Regions from separate parts of the Mus musculus genome. Here region 2 is linked to region 1. Evidence: chromatin contacts called from public HiChIP or PLAC-seq data. All regions are on one chromosome and are shown on one strand. Each heading gives the region's core, a stretch centred on a gene start, on an enhancer-like site or on the middle of the called end of the contact. The rest is flanking DNA. Distances are from core to core; before and after follow the strand shown.

Region 1 (5,090 bases), core at 1,559-4,058:
TGGTTTTTGGCCACAATTGTATGTATTCAAAATGGGGGTGCTATGTAAAACCCTGACCCCCAAAAGAAGAATCAATAAGAAAACAATGAAAAATGAATGCACACAACAGAGAGGAAACAGTTAAAAGTACATGAAGGAAGCGTTTGAAGAATCAATATCCAGGGTTGGTGTGGGTGGCACATCTCTTCAATCAACAAAGGCAGATAGAGCTGTAGGAGCTTGGAGTACATACCAGTTCCAGGCCAGAACTACACAGACTGGGAGGGGGAAGGGGGGGCGGCATCTCAGAACCAATAAACACGTGAAACCTGTTTAACTTTACTAATAATTAAGAAACTTTAACACCATAATGCCATTGAATAGGTAAATACCTATTACTTCTAAGGCTGTCAAATGAGAAACAAAGAATAGTCCCACTCTCAGCTGCTAGACAAGTTATTTTGTACAAGCACATTGCAAAGCAATCTAACATCGCCTAAGTTAAAATTGAAGATAAACATTAGCTGTCTCAAAATTCCATTTTTAAGCTAGGCTTGGTGGTTCGGGCCTGTAATCCCAGATACTAAGCAGGCTGGGGGAATAGAAGCATAATCATGACTTCAAGGCCACCCAGACAGCTAATCGAGATCCTGTCTCAAAACTAGTAGATAAAGAAGCAGAGAGCTGGCAATGATGCTCAGTGGTTATAGACGGCTTGCTTAGCTTATGCAAGACTCTAGGTTCATTTTACAGTGTCTGTCTCTGTCTCTGTCTGTCTGTCTCTGTCTGTCCCCCTCCCTTCCTCCTTGGGTGCCTCCCTTTCTTCTCTGGGTCCTTCCCTCCCTCTTAGTTTTACTAACCAAAAACACGGTTGGCTAGTCAAGAATTGCATCACTTGGCGCTAGTAGCGCTAGTAGCAATGCCCCATTCAGATCTAGTGAATAGGTTCCAAAACCCGGCTACAAACAAAGATAAGAACACAATCATATATGGAATCAGGATCTACTGACGTAGGATGATAAACTAGTTTGTTTCCTGAAAATAAGATAGAATCGAGAGAAGCCTGAATGGAAGAAAGTTACATAGTATCTTTCAAGAGCCCTAGGAACAACTAACTCCCTTCCCTCATTATACAAGCAAGAACATATAAGATTACTAAGTCTATTCAATGCACCTATAAAAAGTTTAATGGGGCCTGGCAGTGGCGGTGCAAGCCTTTAATCCCAGCACTCAGGAGGCAGAGGCAAGCAGATTTCTGAGTTGGAGGCCAGCCTGGTCTACAGAGTGAGTTCCAGGACAGCCAGGACTACACAGAGAAACCTTGTCTCAAACAAAACAAAACAAAACAAAACAAAACAAACAAAATAATGGGAAAAGTTTTTAAAAATCAAGTTCTTTTGATTATTGCGATTTTGGGAGGTGCTGTTAAGACAGGGTTTCTCTAACAGCCCTGGCTATACTGGAATTCACTTTGTTGATCTGGCTGGCTTCAAATTCACAAAGATCCACTGTCTTCTGGGATCAAACACTTTCGTCACCTCATCTGTCTATTGCAGATTTTCTGATAAAGGCAATGATTTATATTTACTGCCTACAGTAGATGAATGTGCATTACACAATAGTACATCTGTGTAAAGTTAAACAACTTGTGAAAAACCTGAGATTTTTGTTTCACAACCACCGACTTTCCAGTGCTGAGAGTTTCTATTGGCCCCTGCTTCCTTCTGTTTTGTTTCATTCTCTCTAACGCCTTAGACATTGATGCAGATTTTTATTCTCTCTAAGAAGAAAGAACCGTTGAATTTACTGAACATATATACAATGTATGCATTTATATACCACCTATTAAAGAAAGTTCCCTCTCTCTCATTCTCTCCCTCTGGCTTTGTTTCATTTTGTTTAAGAATGAGTCTCACCACATAGCTCAGGGTGACTGGCCTTCCATTCACAATGCGACATCTCTGCCTGCCCTACCCATGTCACCCTCACAGTGCTGGGTTTCTGATGTTTCCTTTAGCAGTTCCACTTGAGCTCAATTTGACATTTCTTCAAGGGGCAAAGCAATTCAGGGTTATACGTTTGTGACTCATTTCTTAATGATGCATCTGACCACATTTTCTAAGACTCAAAGACAAAGTGATGACATGTTTATTTTAGACACGAGAAGTCAATTTCAGCAACCTCAAGGACACTATACAGGAAAGAGGAATTCCTAATCATGGAGAAGTGTTCCTGTATGGACTTATGAAAAAGTCGCGCATCAGAGTCTTGCTATGAAACATAGAAACATCTTATTTTTTCTGCCCTTAATGTAGTTACAGCACAATACCAGAAAAGACAATTTGCTACTGACCCCTCAGGTTTTCAATTAGTGACCCTTCTTGTGTGCCCTTAACATATTCTTTTTTAAAAAATTATCTATGTATGTGTGGGTGCACAACTGTTTGCATGTACAGCACATGGATGCAGGTGCCCCGAGACGGCCAGAAGAGGGCGTCGGATCCCTTGGAACTAGAGTTGTAGGCTGTTATGACCTACCTGATTGAGTGCTGGAGACTGAACCCAAGTTTCTGCAGCCCCTAAACGTGATTTCTCTCCATTATCTGAGCTAAAAAGATGGATTGTTGATGCGCGTCTACTTAACAACCCAAGTCCTGGATTTTTAAGCTGTCGTCCTCCCCAAGTCTACCTTCTCCCTCCCTCAATTCTTTTACACCTCTCAAGGGGGAGGGGGGGGGGCTTCAGTCGGCCCCGCCCCTCGCCCTGGTTGGCTGCCCGGTGGGAGGCTCGTTCCTTCTCTCCTATTGGCCGCTCAGGGAGGTGCGTCTCGGGTCTGGGGATTGGTCGCCTGGAGGAGGCGTCTTTCCCAGCTGTGTGCTGGTGGCTATTTCCGGAGTAAAATGGCTGCAGCGCGTGTACTGAGGACCTGGAGCCAGAACGCTGTCAGACTGGTAAGCAGGGTTGGATGGGTCTAAGGTTGGGAAGGATCGATTTAGTAGATGTTATCCGGAGTTGTGTGTTGCTTTCTTCTCCGAGTGCCTCGCGTCTTGTGAGCAAGTGATGGAAGGATGCATGCAAATCAGAAGGGCAGCGAAGGTGGCGTGCCAGTGAGCCTGGAAACTCACTCCTTTCCCGTCCCGGGGCGCGATTCTCTGACGATTAGCTTTGGGCGACTAGCTTTCTTCCCAACCGTACCCACATCCTGGCCTTTGACCTGCTTAACTTTGCTTGAGTACTTTCTAGATGTCAGGCATTGTGATAAGCACTGCAGACACAGCTATGTTCTTTCGAGATTTGTTGAGAGCCCACTGCGCGCCATACGCTGGCACTATTAACCTGAGAAGAGAAAAGCCTCTAGCTTGATTCACTCGGGGCTGCACTTCTCCCCTTGGTCCACAGTCGTTCCAACTTTTTAATCATCGATTTACCACCCCCATTTGCAGTTCCCCCTCACTCACAAGCTTTTAGCAACAACCGTAGATGTATCCCACTACATATCTAGTTTCTTCCTAATTACATAACTTTTTGGATACCGTAGACTTTACCCATTTCCCTAGATGTTCCTTTAGTGCTGGCCTCCTGATCTCTCCAAACCTTCTTCCCAGCCTGCTGTGTGTATTGGGCACTGGGCATATTTCTATAACACAGCCAGCCACCATCCTTTCCCTCCTAACATTGTAGCCTAGAACAGGAGAATAGGAGAGAGGGAGGCAAGGAAAGACAGAAAGCCACGGTTTTAGAAAGACGTGCTATTATGGAACAAGTGCTCAAAGCTCCTGTGACACTTGAGGGTGGACACCTATGGAGGAGTGGGGGTACAGAGAGGAATTCCTGGGGACTAGTGAGTGCGTACGGAGACTGAAGAGAAGTAGGAACTAGGCAGCAGAAGGGTACTCTTGTCAGCAGCACCTTAGTAGGTATTATGGGCAACTCTTCTTTCGAGAGCTCTCCACTCTTGGATTCTGAGACACTAGTTGACCAATATTCCTCTTCAGTTGCTCTATTCCACTGCCCTCTTTTCCTTTCCAGCTTCTAAATACCACGCAAAGACTTCCGTCAACAGTGCTCCCATAGGCTCTCGACAGACCTGCCAACTTCCTATGACCTTTTCCATCGTTTGATGTGTGTGGACACACAGACAGAATGGTGTGACGGGTGCCCACAGTGTTTAGTACAGTGACATGCTGGACAGGTTTGTAGTATAAGAGCTAGCATAGAGCTTACGTGGGCAATAAGTTAAGCCATTTGGTTTGTGTAAGCATAAGGTGAGTCCATAGACTAGCTCATCTAATAGTGAATAGATTTCACACAGACCTGTCATAAAGTGATGGATGACTACTAAAAAAAAAAAAAAATAAAAAAAGAAGCCCTGGCTTTGGCCCTCTGCGCTTTTCCAACTTCCTGCATTATCTCTCCCACGTCTTTGCATATAGTCACCAGTTGTGCTAATGGTTCCCTGGCGTTCTCTAGTCTTCCCTAGCTGTCCAAGAGATCTCCCGTTGCACAATATGAGGTGTTTTCTCAACTGCAGGTAACACAAATCCAGTGAATGAACAAGACACCATCTATGCCTATAGACTACAGGTGACATGTGTGACTGTCACTATGACGGCTGACAGTTCATCAGGGCAGTTGACCTTTTCCATACAGCCATCCGGGAGCTGCAGCAACTCACTGGGCATTTAAGTCAGGATGGAGGAAGGGATATTACCAGGCTGACATAACCAGCTAGAACACAGTTCCCTAGCTACGAGCACAGGGGAGTTGGAAAAGCTAGCCTTTGGCCATCTCACCGTGCACCACAGTGCCTCAGGGATGCAGACTCCAGGCTCCACAATAGACCCCTCAAACCTGTTTCTCTTGACTCTACCTTCCAACTCTGAAGAAATGTAGCTAGTATTTACCACCTTGCTCTTAATTACAGATGTCTTAGTCTTTCCTAACTGGGCCTCTTGCCTCTGATCAGCCTCTTTTGTAGTTCATTTCCCATAGGCCAGCCAAAAGGATCTTATAAAATGAGGCACACATTAGATTATGCCATGTTCTTGTTTAAGACTCATCTTTTTAAAAAATGCCCCCAAGCCACTTGATTGAGGAAATTTATGATGTGG
Region 2 (5,792 bases), core at 597-3,096, 620 kb before region 1:
CATCTGTAACTCCAGTTCCAGAGATTTTGGTACCGTCTTCTGACCTCCATGGGCACAGGAACACATATGGTACACAGACATACAGACAGGGAAAACATTCACACACATAAAATAATCTAAAAAGAACTTTGAAAACCATTTCTCTAGATTTTTTTTTGGGCGGGGGCGGGGTTCAAGACTCACTCTGTAGACCAGGCTGGCCTCAAACTCAGAAACCTGCCTGCATCTGCCTCCCGAGTGCTGGGATTAAAGGTGTGCACCTCCACTGCCCGGCTAGACAAGTTTTAAAATGCTTATCTGTTATTAGCCTATCTTATTTGTTATCACTCAAAATCTTTTGTACATTTTTCCACATTGAGTTGTTTTCTTGTTCCATTTAAGAATCCATTAGATTTGAATTCATCTTCAGTTTATTATTAATTTGTTTGTGTGTGGGGGGGTGTGGGGGTGTGTGTGGGTGTGCCAGCCTGTGGTGGTCAGGGGAGACCTCTGTGGAGTTGTTTTTCTTCCACCTTTAACTGGGTTCCAGGATTAAACTCAGGTTGTCAGACTTGCGTGACAAGTTCCTTTACCAGCATCTTGATAGCCTTCCTTTGGTTTGTTTGCTCTGTTGACAAGTCTTTTGTCAAATTTCTGGTTTGCAAACATTTTCTCTCAGTGTACGACTTCAGTCTTTTGAAGGGAGTTTTTATTATTAAAGTATGACTTTTTTTCCTCTCTCTTTGCAACATGCCTTTTATAGCATACCTGAGAAATCTCTCCCTGGATAGGTCAGATTTTCTTTTCTTTTCTTTTTTTTTTTTCTTCTGTTATAATTTTAGGTCTTTCCATTTACACCATGATCTATTTTGAGGTGTATGTATTTTAATATGGTGCAAAGAATAAATCAATTTAGTGGGAACAGGGAGAATCAGGTCTTCGTGCACCCTTGGAGGAAAAGGCTAGACTTAAGAAAAATCTGAAAGGCCATTACATTGTGCCAAGAGAAGCAATGAACTGTCTTCCCAACTTGGATAAAGTTACCAGTGAATTTAGGAAGAGCATCTGCAGTGTAAACTTTTCGCTTACTGGAGCTGCGTGTAACCAATCTTTAAGAATCTCTGCAACAACCGCTGAGAGGTTTAAAGCACTTTCCTTTTTGTTATGCGCTTCCCGCCATAGAACTACTTTCTTTTTTAAAATTATCCTTTGGTTAGCATACTAAGTAATGGGCTTCATTATGGCATTTTTCATCCGTATATGTCATCACATTCGTATTTAGTCATCCCTTGAGCACTCTTAAAAGGTCACTCTCCACCGAGGGTGACTAAGGCAGATTCCCTTGAGGCATTCTGGTATCAGATCCCAGGGACAAACCCCTAGAAGGAGTCACAGCCCCCCCCCCCCCCCTGGGAACTTAACAACCACACTCAGCAGGGCAAGCCAACCTGTCCCCTCACCAGGGTGACTTCTGGTTAAATTGCGACAGATCTACAGAGCGGGAATTCAAAGCTGAGCAAACGCGGGGTCGGTCAGGGAAGTCCCTCCGGTTGTTCCTGCCAGTGTGCGTCTGGAGGGCGATTGGGAGCTATCGTCATCAGCCCGGACGCCCTTTGGGGATGTTTGAGTCCTGGCTTGCCGGGAGCGTGGGCACGCTGGGTCCTTTCCAGGCGCACAGCTGGACCCATTCCTGACCCTTGACCTCTGCCCGGGAGTCAGCGAGTCCTGGAGGGCCTTGCGGGGGGTATGCGATCGCTCTATAGCTCGTTCCTGGAGCGGTCTGTCATCTCCGCCTCCTGCCAGTCGTAAAGTGCTGTGAAGGGCTCTGCGCTTTACGGCGCCGTTAGGTGAGACCCGGAAGCTCTGTCTCTGATGGGCACATGGTTTGGGGACTGCAATTATTAAAAGGCTGCAGTGAGACTTTGAGGGACGTCAGCGAATCACCTCCGAGTCTCTAAGCGGGTAATCGGATCACACTTTTAAAAACAGTCATTCCATTATTTTCTAAGAGTATGCAGGAGTGTCGGACGCACGCAGGGTGCCACCTTGGTTTTTATGTTCATCCCTAGACTTTAGGTCCCCGGTGTTAGCTGACGTTTTTCTGTTGTTCACTTCGCTCTGCAGTCTCCCCATCCCTGGAGTTCGGAATGCTTTACTTGATCGGCTTGGGCCTGGGAGATGCCAAGGACATCACAGTCAAGGGCCTGGAAGTTGTGAGACGATGCAGTCGCGTGTATCTGGAAGCCTACACCTCAGTCCTGACTGTAGGGAAGGAAGCCCTGGTACGTGATTAAAGTCCCCAGGCCTCTGGGGAAGACATCTAGCTAGCGTCCGATTCTCCTACCCTAGACTGCACAGACTCTAAGCGTCTGCTTTTTTTTTTTTTTTTTAAGCCCCTGTAAAACACACACCCTGTCCATTAAGATCTACTTCATACTCAGTGACTTGGGAAATGAAACGGTAGTTTGTCCTACTTTACAAGTCTAATTTTGTGCCTTTCTCCAGTAAATAAAAAAAAAAAAGTTATTTTACACTCTTGGGGATAGTTATCAAATCCGTTATTTCATGAGCTAGCCAGACATCCTTTCCGAGTTGAGTGCTAATGAGGTGCTGACACAGGCTTAATGAGTTGCTTATACATTCAGCAAGCGATCTGAAAGCTTCCGTCTTTGAAGTAGTTCCATAGGGAACAGCGATCTCATTTTTTTTTGTCTGCAACATAGCCAAAGAGACCTTACATGTACTCTCCCAGGAAGGCTGTCATTCCCACATGTACATATAGAGTGACTAAGTAACCAGAGGATGTATTAGTGCATTATATACCTTAAACAGGGTAAATATGTAAATAATAGTTACAACAAGAAGGGTCAGTTTCTGCTTGATTGTCAAACTTAAAGTGAACCCTATATTGAGATAAGATGCTGATGTGTTGTTAGAGGAGGAGAGGAAGGTTTTTTTGTTTTGTTTTGTTTTTTTAAATTGTCAAGTCTTCCATATAAAAGTGTGGGCCAGAGAACTTCCGGTCATATCTCTCAGATTCACAACTCAGAATTTTGAAGGTTTCAGGGTTATGTTAAAAATCTTGAATCCTAAATAGGCTTCTTCTTAAGTTGGTCATGAATTAGAAAAAAAAAAAAAAAAGTAGTGTTTAATGGTCAGTTTGACTTGCTGGCCACACTTGTCGGTGTTTATACTTACTTCAAGATGATAGAAATATGTCTTGGATCAGTGATCAGAAACTATAATGGACCTAAAACCATTTGAGAAAATAGATAACTGGCAGGTTAATCGAATAGAATATTAAACACAGCCAGGGCTACACAGAGAAACCCTGTCTCTAAAACAAAAACAAAAACCAAAAACAAACAAAAAGGGAAGACAGGCAGTCGTGGCACACACCTTTAATCCCAGCACTTGGGAGGCAGAGGCAGGCAGGTTTCTGAGTTCAAGGCCAGCCTGGTCTACAGAGTAAGTTCCAGGACAGACAGGGCTACACAGAGAAATCCTGTCTCAACCCCCCACCCCCAAAAAAGCAAAAAACAAAAGAATATTAGACAATAGCTTAGAGCAAAATTGGGACATAACTTGTTTTGCCTTGTGACATGTCCCTGGACAATTCCTTTACATTTAATTTCTTATAAATTGAGGTCAGGATGTGTTTGCCTTCTAGGCTCTTAGAACAGTGTCCATCACAAAAGTTTTCAGACATTTTAGCTGCTAGCAGATATATTTCCAAATTTCTAAATGCTAGTTTCTCCATTTGTCAAAGAAAAAATAACCAATTGAAAGTTATATAGTATTTATTAAGGTGTATGTGAAAATGCTTTATAAATTATAAGTGTTAGTAAATATTAATTTTTCAAGGTTTTCCCCTAAGCATAAATGTAATTATTAGGGGTCTGGGCTTACCTTACCTATAAGTAAATTTTGTGTAGTTTTTTTAAGGTACCAGAATATCTGTTATTTCATAGTGATAAGTGTTGATATTTTTGGAACATTTATTTTGCTGTTTTGTTTATTTTCCTGACAGTGCTTGGAATTGAACCCAAGGTCTCTCAACATGCTCCACAATTGCTTTGCCACAGAGCTACAATACCCAGCCCTCTATAGTTACTGCTCCCATTTTGTGGGATGTTCCAAAAACTTGTCCAGTATCATACAGATAGTGACAGAACAACATTCAAACTAAAGTATCTCTGAGTTGAGAATTATCCTTCCAGACTTTCATACATTCTCTCTGCATTCTTAGCTTTAGATAGTAACTACACAAAGTATAACAGAGAAGTTATAGCAAGCAAAATGGTTTGGACTGGATCTTATTTTATTACAGAATTCTTCTAGTATTGTCTTCATGTCCTCCAGGTTCTTAGTTCCTGTTCTTCCCCGAGTAGCTTGCCACAGGATCCCATCTGTACCATCCGCCTCAAGTCACTCATTTATAAGTTCATGCCTTATATTTCCAGTACAATTGTAGAACCTCTTTCTCTTCAGTCTTCTTCTGTTTTTCACTTGCACATTTTCTTGTTAAAACAAACTGATTTTTTTTAAACTGTTGATGTATATCTTTATGAAGTCTGGTTTCAGCTAAAGATCATTATATTGCAGGGAAAAGATAGTTCTATTTTCTATAATGAACATATGCTTTCATTTTGTTAATAATCAGCCAGTCAAGATTTTATAAAAGACACATACAGATGTTGGTAAAGAAATTCCAAGTTTGTCTGTTCGCTGTTGTTGTAGTGTTTTAATATAGTCTCCAAAAGAAGTGTAGAGATAGCAGACCTGAGAAAGAGTTATCATCATTTTTGGTATATGCAACTTTAGCTTCCTTCAGGTAATTACTGTTGATCCTTTAAATCTTACATGCTTATTCGTTGAATGCATTTGTACTTTATATAAAAATGTATAAGCAGTAGAGTCTACAAGTGGTTCAGGGTCTGTCTGCATTATACCTAAGAAAACTTAATGAAAGACTTAAGTTATTTATAAAAGTAGTGGGAGGAAGAAACTATAACATGTCTGTAAATAACTGAAATAAATAGCTGGTTATTTAAACCGGTGTCTTGGAAACCCATAATCTAAACCAGTTCCTGAGCCCACATGGGAAAAGAAGGGAACCAACTCCTTCCGGTTGTCCTCTGACCTCCGTATGTAAGAGCCCGGATTATGTTTAGCATTACGTTGGTGGCATGTGGCTTCTTGATTGTTTTCAGGGTACGTTAGTTGAGTAAAGACCATTGTACTTGGTATCCAGTGACCACGTGTGTTCTCTGAGATATATGGATACAGTCGTCCTGGGACTGTAAGTTTTCTGGTTTCTAAAGTGGAAGTTAAACATGTAAAGAATAATGATTAAGAAAAAGGCACACAGCAAAAGTGAAAATAAAGAGTGCATTTTTATTTTATCAATGTAAGCAGTGTTATTATGAGTTTATGAAACAGTTCTATAGGGTGAGGTTGTTTTCCTGTCTGGGTAATAGATTTTATGTAGGTGTTAGAAATAATTCCCACATTTGGAATTGTAGCATTTATCTTTGGATACTTATTTCTCATGGATTTCTTTGATCAATCTTGGATACCATTACTCTTTAACTGTAGCATCCCTGCAACTTTTAATAACTCAGACTTCTCAGTGTGAAGGAATAATTTTATATACTTATTTATGCATCTTCTTCCATGTTTGAATTGCATGGGAACTCAGTTATAAGATTCAGTTATATGATCTTGCACAATATCATTAAACAGTGTCATACCAGTTCACTGGCTCACTCTCCTGGCTTTGTTCTCTAGAATTGAACTTCAAGAAATTAATT

The links. HiChIP or PLAC-seq counts read pairs in DNA pulled down with a chosen protein or histone mark.
Region 2: a contact with region 1 is called in an H3K4me3 HiChIP or PLAC-seq map of embryonic stem cells, with 9 read pairs. The contact joins the promoter of Dph5 here to the promoter of Dbt in region 1. A contact is called at or near these places in 2 of 39 promoter capture datasets (the HPC-7 cell line and liver) and 2 of 115 datasets of contacts at active chromatin or transcription factors (embryonic stem cells and memory CD8 T cells).

The regions. Positions count from the first base shown.
Region 1 is chr3:116,510,262-116,515,351 of GRCm38.p6, forward strand. Dbt (dihydrolipoamide branched chain transacylase E2) reads left to right here and starts at 2,809. Exons shown (of 11, transcript NM_010022.4): 1 at 2,809-2,930. The coding sequence starts at 2,880.
Region 2 is chr3:115,886,337-115,892,128 of GRCm38.p6, forward strand. Dph5 (diphthamide biosynthesis 5) reads left to right here and starts at 1,847. Exons shown (of 8, transcript NM_027193.2): 1 at 1,847-1,941; 2 at 2,104-2,261. The coding sequence starts at 2,127. A930005H10Rik (RIKEN cDNA A930005H10 gene) reads right to left here and starts at 1,794. Exons shown (of 2, transcript NR_015487.1): 1 at 1,428-1,794.